Regions from separate parts of the Rattus norvegicus genome. Here all the other regions are linked to region 2. A link is a contact called in public Hi-C data. All regions are on one chromosome and are shown on one strand. Each heading gives the region's core, a stretch centred on a gene start, on an enhancer-like site or on the middle of the called end of the contact. The rest is flanking DNA. Distances are from core to core; before and after follow the strand shown. Region 1 overlaps Ttc28 (tetratricopeptide repeat domain 28). Region 2 overlaps Ttc28 (tetratricopeptide repeat domain 28). Region 3 overlaps Chek2 (checkpoint kinase 2).

Region 1 (4,128 bases), core at 159-2,658, 290 kb after region 2:
TTGATTATATGGGGTTTTCGTGTGTTCTCATGGGGGTGGGGGTGGGGAGTTCACAAACCTCTTATACCAATCTAGTTGAACGGAGCCCTTTGATAAGAACCTAACAAATATGTGAGTGATTTTGCCTTTGGGCTGAGGTAGAAACAACTGCCACTGGATAAAATCGAATCAATTGGATACCAAAGAAAACCTTTGCATTCGTGGGGCCATAATGAAGCCCGGTCTGCTCGGCTCCCTGGCAGTCAAACCAGCGCCGTGTCGTCTCAGTACTTCACACATGATTTCTATTTCAGCTCTGATGTCAAACTCGACATCACACATCATGGCACAAAGAAAGAACCAGTTTAGCTACTTGAGTGAAACACCAGACAGCTGCTAGCAGAGACAGGTCACGGCTGGGGAGGGGCACGGCACATTCAGTTCGCTGTGTTTTCCTTCGGAAGAATGTCAATAAAAACCATGGCCAAATGAGGTATTGAAGGGAAAGTCCCGCTATGCTGTAAACCGCTGTGTTAACCTAAGAGTGGCAGTCAGGCAAGTTTGCAAAGGGGAACCCTGGCCAAACACACAGCTGCCAAGAACTTGAAGAAAGCTGTCTTTCTCCCTCTGTGTCCCAAGGAAGGGACCGGTCCCACATTTAGAAACGTTATTTCGGGGACCAATAGCAATTTATTTTGATAGAACCACTAGATGTTTTTTCCTCCGGTTCTCAACAAAGGAGCCATATTAGGAAATAATCTTGCAAAAAGCAAAGTACCCCCTCCCCCTTGCCCACGATCGATGCACACACCACGCGGCGCACAATGGCCGGCGCGCCCGCACTCGCCCACGCGGCCGCGGGTCCCCGCAGCCGCCCCGCCGCAGCCCTGGCGCCAGAGGCCGGGCGGTCGCGGGGAGCTGCTCCGCGCTCGCTCCGGGGCTGCCCGCCCCCCAGCGGGGCCCAGGGGAAGCGGCTGCCAGCGGCCCGGACGCCGGTCCCCGAGGGGCAGGGGGCGCTCCGACGCCCACCTGCGGGCCTAGCGGGGCGGGCGAGCCGCTGCTCCGGGCCAGCACGCGGGGCTGAGGCTCAGCTGTCACCCCGCCGGGCCTCGCGCCCCCGGAGGCGAGAACTTGGCGGGCGGTGGGCGCACGGACCCAGATGGCCTCGGGGTCCCACGGGGCCCCCTCCCCGCCAGCCCCACCGCTGCCGTCGGCGCACTCACCTTCTTCCGGGGCTGCCATTTCATCATATTTGTACAGCCGACCCGGGACGCATCAAGAGGTGGGCTGGGGACTGGGGGCAGACGCAGGGCGGCGGCGACTGCAAGTCATGCTGCCTCCTTGAACCCCCTCGTTCTTTCCCGGATAGGATAGGACGGACAGTCTTCGTCTTCGGTTCAGCGCGAAGTACCGCGGCCACCACACTCACTCTCCCTCGGGGCTAGGACGTCCCGGCGGCCAACGGCGCGCCCGGGCCGGAACGGGGCATGTTCCCTGACCCGCGCCTGCGAAAAGGCTCCAGGAAGGAGCTCTCCGATGGGCCGCAGACCCCTCAGAGCAGAGACCAACAGCAGAAGCTACCACAGAAACCTGGCCGGGCTCCTGCCATCCAAGCCCCTCTTGGCGAATTCTCCTCTTCTCAAAAAAAGAAAAAGATTAGACAAGCAATCAAACCCTCACACGCAGCCTGGAGCAATTCCCAAAATTCTGGGTGTATTTCTCGTTTGTAAAAATTTAGCAAAGAAAATTCCAAAGATCTGTAATCAGAGCTTCTTTGCGCAGTTTTCTGCTTCTTAGACAACTTGGGATCGGATCTGCCCATCCGAAATGTCCACCTTCCCTGAACACAGTCAGTAGGAAAACTTGGTTTGTGTGTTTAGAACCTACGTGGGGAAAGGCTGGAAGGAAATCCTGCAAGACCCTAACTCCACGGCTCAGTCTGCACTAATGACTTCCTTCCCTTCGGTGTGAGCACAGCCAGCCCAGTTCCAGCCACACAGAGCACAGAGTTTCTGGGTCTTAGTGCCACGACATCTACCACACAGCAAAAAAGTGAAGCTACAGTTCCATAGGCGTCCACAGGCCGGCTCGGAAACCTCTCAAGAATTCTTATATTTGGGTGAGCTACACGGAGAAATAAAAGGGGCAAGAGTCCAAATCAAACTTGCACAGAGGGGCTGGAGAGATGGCGGCGGGGCTAACTGTACAGAGGACCTGTTCCCAGAGGCCACGCCACTTCCTGGGGATCTGACCTCCACTGACTCCTGCATATGACTGTGCACCTAAACTCATACAAGCAAATGCACTTAAAACGTAAATAAAATAAATAATAAATGATTTTTTAAAAAGCTATAAAAATTCTGATTTAAAGAAAAGATTTGAGATCTCGAACAAGAAAAATTAATCAGAAACTTTACCACAAATAAACTTAAATATAGATTTTATTCCTTCTCTAAATTAAATTGCTTTTAAAGATTAACAGAGTCTCACTATATAGGTAACTTGTGATGTCAATCCATCCATCCTTCCACTTCAGCCTGCTGACAGACTGAGTAGCATTAATTGTACTACTATAAAATACTGCAGCCTGGCATTAGTGGCACACGCCTTTAATCCCCAGCACGAGGGAGGCAGAAGCAGAAGGATGTCAGAGTTTAAGGCCAGCCAGGGCTACAGAGTGAGTTCCAGGATAGCCAGGGCTACATAGAGAAACCCTGTCTCAAAAAAACCTATCTTGAAAAGCCAAATAGATGGACGGATGGATGGATGGATGGATGGATGGATAGATAGATAGATAGATAGATAGATAGATAGATAGATAGATGGCAGATAGATGATAGATAGATAGATAGATAGATAAATAGATGAGATGATAAACAGATATAGATGGACTGTTTTATTCCTCTTTGTGTAATAATTCCATCTTATAGATGATTGATCTATGAGTACAAAATACTATATAATACTATTATCATTTATTATCCAACATACCTATCACCTGCCATTCCACCCTAAGGCTATTTCGGGAGATGCTGATATAACTGGCACTAGAGGTGCACACACTATTAACTGCATCCAACATTCCTATGCACTATCAGAACTAGCTTATGCAGGAAATCTGATGCAGGCACGGGTGTCACTCACTGAAACACACAAAACAATTGAGAGTCGACATCAGTGGCCACACAGATCTCTCTCACTCCACCTTTCACACGAGGTTAGCTGCTCAACTGAAACACACACAGAGCTTGAGGACTGGAAGTCAGACCTACAGGACCTGACTCCCGAGCCTGGGTCATGACACACTGAACCCCACAGCTACATGCCTCATAGCCCTGCCCTGTCCTTGTACATGGGGTGGTGAGGGAATGAAGAAAAGACAGATAGACGGACACCTGGGATCAGATGGTCTGGAATCTCTAATGGAGAAACCTCAGCACCCTGGAAGTTCAGCATGTTTAGTATCTGGAGTTGAACAGAGGTGAGGTTACTGCATTCAGATGAACAAGGAGGGGAGGTTACTATAGAGGAGCAAGGAGGCAGGATCTATGGTGTGCACGGGACCAAGGAGACACAGCTAGCAATGTTGTTGGAGCAGTCTTTGCAGGGAGCAGTCTTCAAGCCTTAACTAGCCAGAGGAGAAAGCTTTTGTGGAAAGCTTTTCTGTACACACCATCAACACTTGAACTCAAGTCTCCCTGAGAAGGCTTTGCCAACTCTCTGACCCTGAGACCGTGTGCCCTTTGACAAGGCTGTGCCCATGTCAAAGCACACATTCACTCACTCAGGGATCTCTCTGTCCTCTGCATACCCCTCGTCATCACTGTACCTCCTGTCAACCCCTTTCTGGGTGCTCCAAATATGAGGAAGAGGCTGCTCCAAGTCATGACTTCAGCTACAGAGAAAGCCAGCATTCTCAGTGCACTGTGAAATACGTAACTTGTTCTGGCAACTCTGTATCCGTATTCCACTGGAACTAAAAATTCCCTACTGACTTTCCTAGAGTCAGCTCTCTTCCCAACAGCCCTAGCTTCTGTCCATGACATCACTATGTTCCCAAGATCACAGACTCCTGCCACAATGTTCCCCACATCTAATCTATGAGCTCTTGTAACTCCTTCCTAGACAACACGTTTGAATTCTTCTTGC
Region 2 (4,142 bases), core at 806-3,305:
GGCAGAACAGTCACCCACAACTGTAAGGCCAGCTGAGGTACCCATTCAGGGGATGGGGAAATCATACGAGAACTGTGAGTTGCTGAGGGATGCTCCCGCCTCTATAGACAGAATAACTGCCTGCGACGGTCCTGCCTGAAACAGGCCCCTGAACGTTCAGATCCACCAAGGTCCCCGCATTAAATTAAGCAGGGACGTGGCAGCCAGAGAGCAGGGTGGGCTGTAGTCGGTGTCTACAGCACTGGACACTGGTTCTGTGTTTGAGACCCAGGCAAAGAGCAAGGGGGATGGCCTGGGTCATCGGGATAAACATCTAGGATTAGGTAGGTGTGGCTGGCATTCACTCCTAGCACCAACAGGGGGCTTCCCTGAGCCTCATGGCCTGAATGTGTGTAGAGCAGAGTGAAGCACACGCTCAGACCCACCAACGTGACTACCAGCAGCCAGTGGAGAATGCGTGTCCACAGAGTGCTCTAGGTGGGTGTGTGCGGGCACTGGCCAGAAAACGGTGTATTCTGATATCAAGGAACCTCCCGTCCCAGGAACCACTTACCCCTTCCATGGGCGCGATGAGCAGATCGTACAGGGCACGGAGTGGGGGCTTGGCCAGTGAGTTCTGCCTCCTGGGCAGGGAGGAGGTCCCGTCCTTGCTGGGTGATACCGTACCACTGAACAAGCTTGTCATGCTCTGGCAGCTCCTGTGGAGACAGGACCAGGGTCGGAATCAGGCTCACCCATCAGCCATCGTTCTGGTTGCCTGCAGGGCCTCACAGCATGACTGCCAACTGCAGCTCATGCTTGTCCCTTGCAGGGGTGTGGGGGTGGGGGCTGTCATACAACATGTGAGTTCTGTACATAACAGCACGCATGAATCTGCGGTGTCAGCTACATAATCGGACATTGTGAAGTGCTGGTCCTGCACGGAGCAATTGTGCTCTGTCAAGGACAAGGATTAGGAAGGGCCAGTGCAGATGCCAGGCTGACAAGGAAGATGACATCCAGTAGCAGTGAACTCGCCTTCTAAGACAGTGATCGGCAGGCCAAACCCAGCCAGACCCTGGCGGTGGCCCCTCCATTTCACAGGGGTCCCTTGAGAGATTGGAAAGTGCTTGTAGAGGAAACACTCTGCAGCTATTTGGGGCAGTTTCACTAACACAGAGGCATCTTCATCCCCAGGACCCCTGAGTCACACACTCAAAGGGTGACAAGGACACATGCTGACGAATGCAGAAAATGTGTCTAAGCACTAGCTGGCTGCTAGGCACAGTCATGGCCTCCGGGCCCTGGATGAGCACTAAGGTTGCAGGTAAATAGGGAGGAGGTGGCAGACTCTGCCTGTCTGCCTGGCAGCCTGATTTGAGGCCTCAACATGGCCAGCTGGTAGCGCTCTCTGTGAGACTGCCCAGTGTTAGCAGTGAATTCCACTGTATGCCACAGGACCTATACTGGCAGGGACTGTGCTAGGTGCTGGATGGAGCAGCCGGCTGTGGCAAGTGCTCTGCCTGCTCGTTTGTGACAGCTGGGGTTCCAAGACCCCCCCCAATCCCCCCCCACCCCCGTGTGCCTTTCTCACCCAGGTCTTCCCAGCCCCACCTATTTCCAGGGGGCACGGAAGCATTGTTCCAGCTCCTGGGGTGCAGGGGCCTCAGCAGCTGCTCCCCTCTACTCGGGAAATATAATTACAGGTGCCAGGGTGTGCTACAGCTTTGCTGTCAGAGCCAGTGATGTGCAGAAGACCCTGGAGAGACACTCCACATCCAAGGACAGCTCTCCCCTGAAGGTGAGATGTGCAAACTGTTCTCTGAAGAGATGCTTTCAGCAGTGCGCAGCTCACTTCTGGCTGCACAAGAGAGCTTGGCTCAGTTCCCGCTTCCCATCAGCCTGGGAGCAGGCTGGCTCCCCGAGGAAGCCCTCAGGGGCCCAGTCCCTTCTTTCATCTCTGCAACTGCCCTGGGCCTGTGACGCACAGAATTTCACAGGCAGGGCTGGGGTCAAGCTTTGTATGCCACGGCTCTGGACTTGCACTACCACGGAGATCCAGCAGGTGGCGGTAGATCACTGCCTTGCCATCCATTCCCTGCTCCACTGGGGCTAAGTGAGCATCATGGATGCCTTCTCTTTGCTGGGGTGGTGCTTGACCAAAGAACCCTTATGTCCCTTACCCCACCGGTCAGTTAAGTGAGTCAGAGTCAGACACATAGAAGTGTGTGATGCAAGGTAACCAGCATCTTGGGGGTGGAGAAAGAAATCCTGGACCAGATTCGGACTCTAGAGGTGTGTAGCCCAGAGGATGGGGGAGCGAGCACACGGACCCACAGGGACAAATGCAAGGGAGCAGGCAGTGACCTCACTACCCAAAGCACCAGGGAATCTGCGAGGAAGAGAGTGCTCAGCTAGGGTAGCCTAGGAAGGGGGGGGAGGGAGGGAGGGAGGGAGGGGGAGAGAGAGAGAGAGAGAGAGAGAGAGAGAGAGAGAGAGAGAGCGAGCGAGCGAGCGCGAGCGCACGTGCGCCATGCTTGGCTGTGTTCCAGTGCCAGGCGAAGATCTCTGGGCCCTACAGAGGGGACGGACAGTGGGTGACGCTGAGACCTTCTGACTTAGCATCCTGGAACGGGGTAAGGTGGTTGAGTAGAGGTCTGGAGACCACCCTCTTGCCTCAGGGTGCAGGTGAGGGATGAACTCGATCTTGCCACCACTCTGTTGAGAGGCCCAAGATGTCTCACGGAGCACCAGCCACCTGGAGAGGCCAGCTTCCAGGATTACACCACATCGCTGCTCCCTGTGAATGAGTGCTGAGGCATGGGGTGGGGGCAGCCAGAGGGGTCCCCTGCACGCTGGCTGTCAGCCTTCCTTATGCCACAACCCTTCAACACAGTCCCTCATGTTGTGACTCCCAACCATAAATTTTTTTCGTTGTTACCTCATAACTGCAATTTTGCTAATGCTATGGATCTTGATGTAAAAATCTTGTGTTTTCTGATGATCTTTGGTGACCCCTGTGAGAGGGTCATTTGACCTCCGAAGAGGTCGAGACCTACTGCACTAGCATATCCGGCTGGGACTGGAGTTACTAGGCATGGGCTGTGGAGACCAGAGCTAGGCTTCCAGTACTCGCTGTCATCTACTGCAGCTGGGTATCGCCATACCAGGGTCATGGCACTCCAGGGGCTACCACTTCAGTCTGATCTCACCTCCCAACCTTCTATACACTTTTGAGGGATTAGTTTATTGTAGGCAAGAAAGTGAATTAAGTAGTGAAGAGACCCTCTTGTTTCCACACTCAGCCTCGCTCTTGCCTGACAAGAGTCCACCAGCTACGAGATGCTGTTGGCATACCAGGAAGGCAGCTGGTATTTGCAAAGTAGGTCCTTAGTTGCCATGCTGAGGGGACGGGGGAGTCTGTGCAGTGCTAGGACTGGGGAAGGTGTCTACTCGGTGTTAACTACAACCCTGTGAAGGCCTGAATCTGGTTCTGGGCTTGCCGCACTTGATCACAAATCAAAATCATATTCCTTGCCACACGGGTGGAGAAGATGCCCAGCCTGATCTCACACCTCCTTGCATCTGGCTGTGTCCTTACAATGCAGAGGGACACCCCCAAGGGCAGGAGGGAGGAAAGACCAGCCTGGCCCTCAAGCATTCGGCTTCTTTCTCTAAGTTGCTGGGGCCTGGGAAGGCAAACACTGCTGCCAGCCTGATAACAATGACAGGAAACCAGGCTGCTGCAGACAAGGTACACAGTGCCCACACATAGGGCTGCCAAGCAAGGCTACCCACCCAGTCTGGTCCCTCTGCAGTTCTGGGACAGCCAGCATCCCTTTGAAGACAGGAACTATGAATTCTGACAAAATACGGCTAGCCTAAGTCTGAGAGAGAAGCAGTTTCACCCGTGACCCACCCATCCGCTAAGTGGCAGGGAACTGGGGTCATGGTGGCTGGATGTGGACAAGGTCAATTTGGGGCCACTGCTGACTCCTACCAGGCTGGCTTCTTGGCCCTTTTCAGCCTCCTGAGTTGCAGGCCTGTGTTATCAAAAAGGGGAAGGTGGAGAGCCTGCCTGGCCTCCCTTTGAACTGTTGGCACCAAGGTGGAGCACCAGACTGGCTTCTAGGGCTACCTGAGGAGCCCCAGCTCCACGTCCC
Region 3 (3,973 bases), core at 273-2,772, 440 kb after region 2:
GACGTCTCCTCATTCGTCAAAACAGGAACCTGACAAGAGGCATGAAAAGAAGCGGGAGCTGGATACTCCGGGGAGGGGGTACGGTATTTTCTCAGCAGACCTGAGATCTAGATTCAGTCCCAGCACAGGAGCAAAAGTCCTTCTTCTCAGCAGGACACAAGATCAGAGACCATGAAACTATTATGTAATCCCAGCACTTGGGGGTGTGGGGGGAGGAAAAATCAAAGATTCAAGGCCAGCCTCGGCTATAAAGCAAGTTCAAGGCTAGCCTGGGCAACAGGAGACCCTGTCTCAATAACAGAGAAGGCTAAGGAGGAATCCCAATTATACTCCCAGATAACAGATTCTTGCGCTCCAGCACCAGAGTCACGGAGAATGGAACCTGTATGATAAATCCTCTCATTGTATAAGACCTTTGAAGCATGGATAACAGTTTATCATCTGTGCTGGGGACACAGCACTGCAGGCGGGGAGAAGCAGGTTTAGATTCTCTAGAAGGCAGACTCAGCATTACAGTTTCCACTCAGAAAGCTACCTGTGTTTAAAACTGACAGCAAAGCTCAGGGCAGGTAAGAAACAGGCTGAGTTTCAGGAAGACAGAAGCCAGCACAAAGAAGTGATCACGAGAGACTCAGACAGAGAGCCAGGAATCCTTTCAGGTTTGACACTGTAAGAAGTGAGACTCATCCCAGCACTCTTCATGGTTCACTGCAACTGTTGCTGCATACACCCTTCCTCCTGCAGTGAAAAGTCCCACAGTGAACACCCACAGCTTCCCAACGTAGACATGGAAACAGGGCTCAGTGCTGCTGAGACGTCTGTCTTAATTAATATCAAAGTTAACCAGGAAAACATTTAGGAAGATGTCCTTTGTTTAAGTGAGAGAGAGAGAGAGAGTGTGTGTGTGTGTGTGGTGTGTTGTGTCTGTCTGTCTGTCGTCTGTCTGTCTGTCTCTGTGCATGCCACCAAGCATGTGTGGAGGTCAGAGAAAAACTTGTGGGAACTGGTTCTCCTGGTTCTCTCCTTCCTCCATGAGAGTCCTAGGGATCAAACTCAGATGGCCAGGCTTCACAGCACGTTCCTTCTTTACCCTCTGAGTCACTCTGCCAACAGTGAATGTGTTTTAAAAAATAAGACAAAACTAGGCAAAGCAGGCTGCGGCAGGAAGATTGCTTGAGCCAGGAATCCGGGCCTAGCCTGGCCAATTCAGCCAGTTCCTGTGGAAAAGAACAAAAACAAACTCCACTCAAAGAGGCGGAGACAGAGGGTCATGTGAGTCCAGTATTCCCAGACTTGCCAGGGTAACAAGGCAGGACTGTCTCCTAACAACAAAAAGAAAAGGAAGAAAAGGGATTAGGGAGGGGGAGAAAAGGCAGAAGGAAAATGGAAGCAAAGGGAGAGCAGGGAAGGAAAGGAGAGGAAAGAGAAGAAGCTGCTCTCAAAGTACAAGACAGGCAAGCAGGAAGGCTGGCCGCTGGAGTGCGGAGGTTAGAGGATCCAGAATTGTAAGCAGGCTGTGGAGACATTGTATCGAACACAGTGATCTAGAATAAATAAACCTTCAAATTCTTGGAGAGTTGTGAGGAGGTGGAAGACAGAAAAGAAATTCTGACCGGAGGTTAGGAGAAGAGGAAATCTTCAGTTACTCTAGCAAGATGTGGGTCAAGTTTAACACTAACACCTACTGAGCTTGCATTATGGGTTCTCATAAACTAGTGAAGAGACTGGGAGAACCCGCAAAAAGAAGCCAATATCAGTCAGACCTGTAGGCTACAGCCCTATGTCTTCCACAGATATAAAGTCATCCTTACAAAACAGGTAAGGTAGCAAGCGCAAGGCCCTGGGTTCGGTCCCCAGCTCCGGGGAAAAAAAAAAAAAAAAAAAAAAAAGACAAAACAGGTAAGGACCACGTATATTCAACACCTATGCATCAGACATAACAACGGGATTCTTCCTACCTGTCAGACACCATGGGTTTAACTGGATTACTCCAAATAATAATTATTTAAAAGGATCCAAATAAAAGATATTTAAAAGGACCCAAATTCAGATATAATTAACCTCACTAAAACTTTCATTTTCTTTGCAAATATTACTAATCTTTTTAAGGTTTTCGTCCAGACCTCAATAAAAATATCGAGTATTGAATCATGAATCACGGAGCCCTTCACACAGGGTTGTATTCTTAAAACTTGGAAGTAAAACTCGTCCGAGGTAAATAAGCCATATGTGTTCTCACAAACACACAGAGGAGCCCCAAGTAGCCTCCTATGGCAACACAACTGACAGTGATACTTACATGATTCAGCTTCTTCAAAATTTCTATTTCAGTTTCCACACTGGGAGCTGTGTCCTTAAATAAACAGGATAGCATTGAGTTCATTAGTAATAATAATCATAATGGCCAGTATTTAAAAATATATTTATAGTTAAATTTCATTTAGGATGCCTCAGTTACAAGCCAGGCCCAGCTCTCCCAGAGGACACAAGACTCCATTTGCGTAAAATGGGCTTCAGCTAAGAAATCCAGATTTAAATTTTTTTTTTAGTTTTTTTTTTTTCACTTTTACTTTATGTACGTTGGTGTTTCGACTGGATGCATGTCTGTGTGAGGGTGTCCGATCCCCTGGAACTGGGATCACACACTGCTGTGAGCCACCATCGCAGCAAAGAACTGGACACGGGTCATCTAAAGGACCAGCAAATAAATGCCCTTAACCACTGAACTATCTCTCCATCCCCCACCCCCAGGTTAAAAATGTTTAAATCCAGACATTTTCTTTGCACTTTCACACTCATTACATTTCAGGGGCTGGGGTGGGGGTGAGGAGGTTCTGTTAATGGAGAGGTCATACAGAGTCCAGTGAATGGAAGATTCAGTTAAGTAAAGATTGGTTCTTAAGTTTTCAACAACCTAGGAGACAGCCTTTTCCTCCCCTAAATGGGAAGCAAATCCAGAATCATGAGGTCAGAAATCTATAGCCAATTGAACACAGACCGGAAATTCCCCCTGCCATGTAAGAATAGAATTATCTTGGGAAAAACAATCTGAAGAATGTTAAAGCCAGAAACAGCTGGCTGGAAAGGAAGAAATGCCTGGGCCCTGCTTTGATGTTTCTTTGCCGGGTTATATGGGGGGTCGGGGGGTGGTGGGGTGGTGAACGGACACGACACAGACAATACAGTTGGCTACTTCACTCATTCGGTAAATGTGAATTACAGAAAAAGTGATAAATAGTTGCTATATAAAGATAATTTACATTCTAAAAAAAAATGCAACTGATCATTAGAAATGTCACCTCATGGGGCTGGGGATTTAGCGCAGTGGTAGAGCGCTTACCTAGGAAGCGCAAGGCCCTGGGTTCAGTCCCCAGCTCCGAAAAAAAGAACCAAAAAAAAAAAAAAAAAAAAAAAAGAAATGTCACCTCAGGGTTGGGGATTTAGCTCAGTGGTAGAGCACTTGCCTAGGAAGCGCAAGGCTCTGGGTTCGGTCCCCAGCTCCGAAAAAAGAAAAAAAAAAAGAAAAGAAATGTCACCTCGGTGGTAGAGTACTTGTCTGGTATTCCTGAGTCCCTGGGTTTTATAAAAGTGTGTTTCTATAGCTAACTAACTCCTAGCCAACACCCGAAAGAGCAAAGAATTATCTGCATAAATTATGATGAAGTGGAGGGCGGGCATTCCTTCCTAGTGATGTCTTTGAGAATCTGTTTAAATCTGTCTGATATTATCCAGAACCGGATCGTATCAGGCAAAGTGCCTCAAATGCAACTGGCTGACTCTTTGGAAAACACACAAGACCTTACAGAGCAGACGGGGTCAGCAGGGCGTAGGGAAAGGGACTGCTCCTTTACCATGTCAAATCCATAGTTGCAGTTTAGGGGAACTGTACCACCTCCCTCAGGCCCACGCATGCCTGCAATCCCAGCATCCCAGAGTACACCTTCAAGGACAGTCTGGGCTATGTGAGAGCCAT

What was found. A called contact is a pair of places that touch in the nucleus more often than the background predicts.
Region 1: a contact with region 2 is called in a Hi-C map of Schwann cells, with 5 times the contacts expected there. The contact joins two enhancer-like sites. A contact is called at or near these places in 8 of 12 Hi-C or Micro-C datasets (the Rat2 cell line, Schwann cells, frontal cortex and 5 more) and 1 of 1 datasets of contacts at active chromatin or transcription factors (oligodendrocytes).
Region 3: a contact with region 2 is called in a Hi-C map of Schwann cells, with 5 times the contacts expected there. The contact joins two enhancer-like sites. A contact is called at or near these places in 10 of 12 Hi-C or Micro-C datasets (the A7r5 cell line, the Rat2 cell line, Schwann cells and 6 more) and 1 of 1 datasets of contacts at active chromatin or transcription factors (oligodendrocytes).

The regions. Positions count from the first base shown.
Region 1 is chr12:51,316,488-51,320,615 of GRCr8, forward strand. The region is part of intron 1 of Ttc28 (tetratricopeptide repeat domain 28); the gene reads right to left. Among named protein-coding and RNA genes, the nearest start is that of Ttc28, 120 kb to the right of the region's middle. Within about 2 kb of position 1,409, at least 64 of the 93 cell types and tissues checked have an H3K27ac peak or open chromatin away from gene starts, as enhancers often do. A contact at or near this core is called in Schwann cells, where this site is marked.
Region 2 is chr12:51,023,191-51,027,332 of GRCr8, forward strand. Ttc28 (tetratricopeptide repeat domain 28) reads right to left here. Exons shown (of 22, transcript XM_063271797.1): 13 at 554-698. It overlaps LOC134481214 (a long non-coding RNA gene), which reads left to right. Exons shown (of 6, transcript XR_010056621.1): 3 at 1,686-1,780. Among named protein-coding and RNA genes, the nearest start is that of Pitpnb, 67 kb to the left of the region's middle. Within about 2 kb of position 2,056, at least 10 of the 93 cell types and tissues checked have an H3K27ac peak or open chromatin away from gene starts, as enhancers often do. A contact at or near this core is called in Schwann cells, where this site is marked.
Region 3 is chr12:51,460,854-51,464,826 of GRCr8, forward strand. Chek2 (checkpoint kinase 2) reads right to left here. Exons shown (of 15, transcript NM_053677.1): 7 at 2,300-2,353. Among named protein-coding and RNA genes, the nearest start is that of Chek2, 18 kb to the right of the region's middle. Within about 2 kb of position 1,523, at least 50 of the 93 cell types and tissues checked have an H3K27ac peak or open chromatin away from gene starts, as enhancers often do. A contact at or near this core is called in Schwann cells, where this site is marked.